2 separate regions of the Mus musculus genome follow, and region 1 is linked to region 2. A link is a contact called in public HiChIP or PLAC-seq data. All regions are on one chromosome and are shown on one strand. The core of a region is the stretch at or near the end of the contact, and the rest is flanking DNA. Distances in the headings are between cores, read along the strand shown. Region 1 overlaps Btbd9 (BTB (POZ) domain containing 9). Region 2 has its middle 40 kb from the start of Gm41559.

Evidence for each region. HiChIP or PLAC-seq counts read pairs in DNA pulled down with a chosen protein or histone mark.
Region 1: a FOXA1 HiChIP or PLAC-seq map of pancreatic cancer cells shows a contact between it and region 2. The contact joins two enhancer-like sites. A contact is called at or near these places in 5 of 115 datasets of contacts at active chromatin or transcription factors (embryonic basal ganglia, embryonic stem cells and pancreatic cancer cells) and 1 of 9 other capture datasets (embryonic stem cells).

What each region holds. Positions count from the first base shown.
Region 1 is chr17:30,258,325-30,262,003 of GRCm38.p6, reverse strand. All of the region lies in intron 9 of Btbd9 (BTB (POZ) domain containing 9), which reads left to right. Among named protein-coding and RNA genes, the nearest start is that of Zfand3, 260 kb to the right of the region's middle. Within about 2 kb of position 1,858, at least 19 of the 459 cell types and tissues checked have an H3K27ac peak or open chromatin away from gene starts, as enhancers often do. A contact at or near this core is called in pancreatic cancer cells, where this site is marked.
Region 2 is chr17:29,927,630-29,931,521 of GRCm38.p6, reverse strand. No RefSeq gene overlaps it. Among named protein-coding and RNA genes, the nearest start is that of Gm41559, 40 kb to the right of the region's middle. Within about 2 kb of position 2,636, at least 37 of the 459 cell types and tissues checked have an H3K27ac peak or open chromatin away from gene starts, as enhancers often do. A contact at or near this core is called in pancreatic cancer cells, where this site is marked.

The DNA.
Region 1 (3,679 bases), core at 609-3,108, 330 kb before region 2:
TCCAGGGGTTCAGGACCCTGCCAGAGTAAGATGCAGGTACAGTCGGAGGTGTCTGTGAATTCTGATGCCCTCAGGTGATCCACAGATTCCCCAGTTGAGTCTTAGGTTAAGCAGGATGCCTAACCAGGAAACATGCTACCTAGACAGCTGGCCTTGGCCTTGGTGGATAAACACAAGCCACAGAGTTTCCTGCAGCCTGCTAGAAGGAAGTTCAAGCATGCTTTCTAAGGTCCACTGTCCCGGTGATGGCAGGATTGCAGCCTGCATGTTGCTGTTTGGCTTTTTGTTTGGTTTTGTAATGAAACTGTGTTCAGCCATGGGGAGGCTCAGCAGTGGGCGGTGTTGGCTCCACTCCTGTCCACCGTTCTTCTGCCCTCTCTGATGATAAGTACGATAGTTCATCTGTAATGAGCACTTGTACTCTATATAAACTGCAATCCTGAATCGTGTAAGCGGTCATTTTCCACTCTGCTTGGAAACAGAGGCTTTCTGCTTGGCTTAGTTACAGCCAGAATTCGGGGGTTTCCCTTCTCAACAACATGATAGTTTCAGAGGCATATTTTTTCCACAAAATAGATAAGTTAGCTTTCCAAGCTTGTCCAAAATGTGTAATGGTTACTCTTGTCCTCAAGTGTCAAAGGCAAATAAACAGTTCTAAGATAGCCGTGTACAAGTAAATGATGCTGTGCGTTCTTGAGCTGCCTTCCACTGTGTCCTGGCTTTTTCTCAAGGGATTAGTGCATCTTGAAGCTAGCTCAATAGCTTGGATCATAAAACTGCCAAGTCTCAAGTTATTGTTTTAAATTTCCTACGGGAGATTGCATCTTAAGTATAAAGGGGACTTACCCCATGACTCGGTGCCCTTACTGATGGGGGGAGGGGCGTGTCTCGTCATGCTGTTTGCTTTTCTCACCCAAGTCACAGGCTTTCAAGATTTGATGGAGTGCTTGCATTGATTTTTAATTTTCTTAGTCACCAGAAAATACATTTAAAATATAAATAGGCAAAAGCTTTACACTGTAACCTCCCTTGCCTCTGTGTCAACATTTTTGCCTTTCCTTGCTGATCCCAGGTCCGTAAGACTGCACATCCTTCTCTAACAATCTAAGCTTGCTTGTCATGCTGCCCCTCCTCTTGTCTCCTGGAATCACTTAGTCATGCATTTCCTTCTGTAGGTCTCTCAATGGTTCTACCATGAACAAGACCAACAGCTATTGATTTGGGGATGTCACAGAGGCCTCGTGGATCCCTGTGACATGAGCCCTGGTGCTTCTGTGGTCACTAGGCACTGTTTTCTGACTGAATCCTCCTGAAGATGTCTGTCCTGACTCTTACCTTCTTTTGTGACTTGCTAAAGTCAGAGAAGAGGCAGAAGTTGTAAGATGACATCTCATTTAAAAGGTGACCTTGCCGGCCGGGTGTGGTGGTGCACGCTTTTAATCCCAGCCCTTGGGAGGCAGAGGCAGGCGGATTTCTGAGTTCGAGGCCAGCCTGGTCTACAGAGTGAGTTCCAGGACAGTCAGGGCTACACAGAGAAACCCTGTCTCGAAAAACAAAAAACAAACAAACAAAAAAGCAAAAGGTGACCTTGCCATCTTGCCTTTTTGGCACGGAAGATCATATTTGTTCAATGGAAAAGCAGGTTGATAAGCTCTGTGTGCTGGAGGAGTCAGGAGGGAAAGAGCAGACCACTCCCTGATGTGCTGCGTTCTCGTCGCTGTGATAATGCACAGAAACAACCTACAGAAGAAAGGGTTTATTTTGCTTTATGTTCCCAGAGGAATAGAATCCTTCATGGCCAGGACAGCATGGCCTGGCAGCAGAACAGAAAGCTGGCTGGCAACCTCTCAGCCGTATACAGGGAACTGAGAAACAGCAGGAAGCGGGGGAGGTATAAACCCTGAAAAGGCCTGCCCTGGTGACATACTTCTTCTAGCAATGCTGCACCTCCTAAAGGGTCCATGGCCTCCCCAAACAGCCCTACCAACTGAGGACTAAGCACTCAAGTGTGTGAGCCTATGGCGACTCCCACACTCTAGACAGTGTGTACATCACATACATACATACATACGTACGTACATACATACATACATACATACATACATACATACATACATCACAGAGGACTCCTGTCCACTGCCCCCTTCTCAAGTAAAAGCAACCTGGAGTTGAAGAGCTTGCTTCGAGTGTCCACTGAAGTTACAAGGAAGAGGAAGGAGGGAGGTAAAGCCAGGGTGGGGACCAAGAGAGACTAAGAGGGGACAAGAGAGGTTTCATGTTTCCTCTCATAATGGATTGAGAACATGAAGGCATAAAGGAAACAGGAGGAGGAAGAGGATTTGCATCATTGGGGGAGGGGAAGAGGGCTAGCAGAGGGTGGATATAAGCAAACTACAACAATCTGTGTATAAAAATGTCACAATGAATACGCTTCATTTTGTATGCTAACTAAAAATAATTAGAAATTTAAAACAATCAGTTAGAAAAAAGTGTTCAAATCCCAGGACAAATGGATAGATCACAAGGACTGTTATTAGAAATGAAAATAGTAAGCATCTTTCCAGGGCTCAGCTGCTGAGCAGAGAGGTGGGGCAGGTGCCCATGGAGCCCTTGATTGCACCCCACATTTGCAGGGCTGCTCAGGGCTGTGCTTGTCGTCCTCCTGGCCAGCCATCTCTGAAGCCCCTTGTTTCCCAGATCCGAGTCTGGACATCCCGTCTCCTTCCTCCTGCCGTGTCTCCAATTGAAATGGTCCCTCTGCATGTAAGGCTGAGTCTGTGCCTGAAGTGCACTGGCCCAGGTGGAAGCACAATTTTAATCAAACGTGCATAGAACAACTCAATTGCTACCAAAATCCCAAGAGTCCTAGTGCTATTGGTAGCCAGATTTTCACTTGTTTCCTGGGTTTTGGTTTCTAGCCCAGCCTGTTGTCATGGGGGTTTGTGTAGATCATTTGAATAGCATTAGGATTTCCAGTTCTCTTAAGAGTCATTTTTATTTTTTATTTGTATGTATGGAATGTTTTACTCGCACCATTTGAGCCTGGTGCCCATTGAGGCCAGAAGAGAGGGTCAAACCGAAGCTCACCTATGCAAAGCCTATGCTAAAGCAGCAAGCATTGGCTCTGGGTACCTGTGGCTATCGTTCCTTGCCTGATTTCTCCTGTGACGTTTTCCAGATATGTGGGTATCTGAGGCCTGGGTCTTTGCTGACAAGATGAGCATGCCAGTCTTTCTTCTGTCACTGGCCTTCTGAGGTGATCTCAGTGGTTAACTTTAGCAGTGCATGAGAACCATGGTGTCACAGGGAGGCAGCCTTCCCACATGTCTGTCTGGCTTCAGTCTGTTTGCAGCACAGTCCTCTGGCAGAGCAGGGCTGTGGTTACAGTAAGCCTGCTTTTGCTTTCAGCTGCTCTCCGACCCCCAGGCTACTGACCTTTTAGGATACTCTCTTTTTCTTTCTTTTTTTCAGTGCCTACCAGCAGACATAGCTTATACGGGCCTCTAACTATTCATCCAGTTCACTTAACAGGGAACTCACTGTGACATCAGCTGTGTCAGACAGAAATCCTGAGCACCAAACTAAAGAGCCTATGGAAGGGAGTTGAGGTTTGCAGCTGGCTTTTGACAATAATATGAAGTCCAGGCTTCCCTGAGGAACAGAGCTGTTCAGTCCCTGT
Region 2 (3,892 bases), core at 1,387-3,886:
GATATCTGTCTTGGCGCGGGAGCGTGGAGGGGACGGATGGAGCCTGGGGTCCTATCCATCAGTCACTTGGCCGCAATCTCTAAAGAGATTTTAATTGTGAGCTCAGATTTACTCCCGCCATCAGCTGCGCCCGCCCGCCTACTTTACCAGCGAGAGCAGGGCCTGTAGGCCCGCTGCGCTTTGCCAAATGCACATCTTGTAGCAACGCCGAGGAAATATTTGCTGCAGTGAAACCGTGTGCCCTGCGGAAAGCAATCGCCCTAAATCGCCCCCTGACAGCCGTCCCGGTTCTTTGCTGCTACACAGATCTGCTTTCCTGTCTGCCTTCCACCCTGCTACCAGGGACAGTGGCTTCTAACCTGAAATGGGGAGATGCTAGGCCATACACTATGTCCTCTCCCAGGCCATGGGGTAGAGGACTGCAGGTGATGGATGGGTTGGAAGACTGATCGAGGCAGGCCTGTAAAGGGTGGGTCAAATAGCCAATGCTCTATGGCCCACTTAGAGCTGGAGACAGGTCCCAGGGTAAAGGACATCCTCCCGGGGCCAAAAGGCTGGTTAGGGTTTGATGATCTGGGAATTGGCAGAAGGCTGGATCTTTGGTGCCTTCAGCATCCTATGTTCGAGGAACCAAGACCCGCTTCACTGTGCACACTGTGTGCGCCTCTTCTGCTAGCAGCCATGGAGATCTCTCTGTGTAGGCAGAAGGGAGCGTGAGAACATGCTTAAGATACGTTATGTGGCATTCTCAGAGAATGAATAAAAACGTTGTTTTAAACAATGCTTATCTTTGTAAAGAGAAAGAGGAGGGGAGGAAGGGGAAGACTGGAAGAAGAGAGAAGAGAGGGAGGGCGAAAAGGAGGAAGAAGAGAAGGAGAAGAGATAGGAAGAGGATGAGGGAGGGGAGAATGAAAGGAAGAAGAGGGGGAAAGGAGGAAAGAGAGGAAGAAGAGGGAAGGAAGGAAGGAAAGAAAGAGGAGTGGGAGGGGAGATGGGAGAGGAGCATAAAAGGACAAAGAGGAGGAAGGGTAGGAGGATGGAAGAGAGGGAGGAAGGAGGGGAAGGAGAAAGAGAAGAAGAGCTAGGAGGGGGAAGAGGGAGAGAAAGAGGAAAGGAAAGAGAGGAGGAAGGGAAGAAAGAGGAAGAAGAGGGAAGGAAGGAAGGAAGGAGGGAAGGAAGGAAGGAAGGAAGGAAGGAAGGAAGGAAGGAAAGAGGAGGAGGGGGAAGAATGGAAGGAGAGGAGGATGGGAGAAAGGGAGGAAGGAGAGAAGGAGGAAGGGGAGGAGGAGGAGGGGGTGAGGAACGGAAGGCCTTTTCCAATCTGCAAAATCATTCAAATAGGAGCAGCCCATCCTGCCTTCGAGGCTTACAGCTCGCCCAGACCCAAAGGTCCCATTTGGTCAAAGAGCTCACTCCTTTGGCCCCCAGCAGGCTTACTTCCTGGAATTCAGCCTGCTGCTGTATCTACCTGGCCACAAGAACAGGGAGCTGGTGACTGCCAAACACCGGAAAAGTGAATACCTTTTATTAGGGGCACCATTCCCAGAGCTGGACAGCCCTCCCCGCACCAAAGAGCAGGGGAGCATGCTTAGGAGTGTTACTGGAGGAGGGAGATTCACACCTGAGCGTGGGGACCCTGTACAACCCACTGTGAAGAGCAGTACCAGGTCTCGTCCTACCCTCCTGAGGAGTCAGAGAGCAACCTCACCTCACCCCCCATAGCTCTCCCAAATTAGGCCACTGGAAGTGCCCCTAGGCTTCTGTAGTGCCCAGCCTCTCTCATTCAGGGGCATAGGAATGGGCTGAGTGGGCAGTCAGAATGCTGTTGAGCAGGCTCTAGCCGGAGACATGCCTGCCCCTCTCCCCCCATCACACAGATGAGCCATCTGGAAGCAGGAGGGCAGGAGGTTAACACCAAAGGTTGTGGAGCACCCACTAGGCCTCACCTCAACACTGGGATTGTGAGGTTGCGGGGAGGGGGGAGACGGCTGAGCTCCTTCTCTTGGGTCCCTCCATGTAGGGTGGGGAGGGAGCCAGTGAAGAGAGGTCTTCACAGCGTGCAGCCTCTTCTATAGATGGGCTGGTGCTCGCGCCTCTTCACCCCAAACCTTCCTCCATCAGACATGGCCTCCTGAAGGCCAGAGCCTATAGAACACACATTCTATGGGAGATGGAGACACACCCATGGAAAACATAACTTCTCCTTCATGGGCCTGGCTTCCTTCACTGAACTAGTCACCCAGCTTCTGCCTCAGGGACTACCTGGCGGGAGTACTAGGGTAGTAGTTGAAGGAGAAGAGGTGGCTTGTCCCTGTCCTGTCTCCAGCCCAGGGAGAGCCTGCCTCACCTTTCCGGGTTGTTTACCTTGGCCCGCTCCCTCTGCCCTGCTCTCCCAGCCGATCTGATTGCCGTAATTAGTTAATCAGTAACTGGCATAATTTCCCCCTGATTAATGCAGGAATAATCACCCGCCAGGGCTGCCAGCAATTTGCTTATCAGAGTCACTTTGAAACAGCTTTGAAAATGAGCGATTGGCACCTTCCTCGGGGTTAAAATTAGAGCCGGGGAGGCCGCCCTCTGCCGTGGGCGGCTGGGAGTGGCAGGCGGGACTGGCAGGGGAGCCTCCGCCCCAGTGTCTGGGGCAAGTGGTGTAGGTGACTGGCACAGTTCTGTGTCTGGCTGATCCAGACGGAGTGCTTACTGTAGGGAGGCGGATATTTGTGCTGGGGTGGCTCCCCGGTACAGGTGAGACAGGTTGGGGTGCCTCTGGAATGGAGCTGGCCCATGGGGGCGGGGCGGGGGGATCTGAACAGAGAGACCTTGGGGTGCCAGTCCAGGACAGACATGCTTTACACGGTAGTAGTAATAATAATAACAACAGCATCAACAATAGCGAACCAGTCACTTTCAGTTTGTTTATTTGTTTATGTCTTTGTTGTTTTGTTTTATTGACACAGTTTCTGTGTGTAGCCCTAACTATCCTGGAACTCACTCTCTAGACCAGGCTGGCCTTGAACTCAGAGATCCGATTGCCTCTGCTTCCCAAGTGCTGGGGCTAAAGGTGTGCACCATTATGCCCAGTTTATGTTTTTATGGTTCCAGGGATGAAACCCAGGGCTCTGCATAATCCAGGCAAGCACTGAACCCCTAAGCCATACACACATCCCCAGCAGAGAAATTGCTCCATTCTTTACATAAATTACCTCATTTAATCCTAGAGAGATGAAACTATCCTCCAAGTGAGCGCATCCACTGGACCAGAATCTGACTCTTTATTTATTTATTTTCACAAATTTACCTTTAATTAAGAAAAATTTCCCACGTGGGCAGAAACCATTGGGATAATGAGCTCTTATGAGCTCGCCGCCCACTTTCTACACGTCACCCGATGTCTCCCCAATTCTCTGTAACCACTCTTGTTAGTACTGGTATCTCTTTAAAACAGCTCCTGAAACAGTAGCGATCTCCCTGTAAAATGAGGCATGGGTAATCAGAGTCTCTGCCTCTTGGGGCTGTCCGGAAGTTTAATGAGCTCCTTTGTGGAGGTCTGAGGTAGATATCGAGCATCATTATTTTCAGAATGGAGGGTAGTTTGGCTGGGTGTTGAAATCTGTAGGGTCCAGAGGAGAAGAATCAGACAGAGATGGGGAATAAAGGCGGCCATAGCATGCTGGTATGTGCTCAGTCAGCTGGGACAAATGCTCACATGCTCACACTCGCAGGAAGTTACATGAAGTAGGTTTGTTACTCACAGACAGGTAGCAGAGGGTTAAAGAGGCGTGGCTTTGTGGAGAGCTGGGGGGGGGGGGGATAGGGTCTCTTCTATGCAAGGCCTACCTGCAGCATAACAGGAAGACCCTGGGAAACAGACAGCAGGGGTAATAATACACAA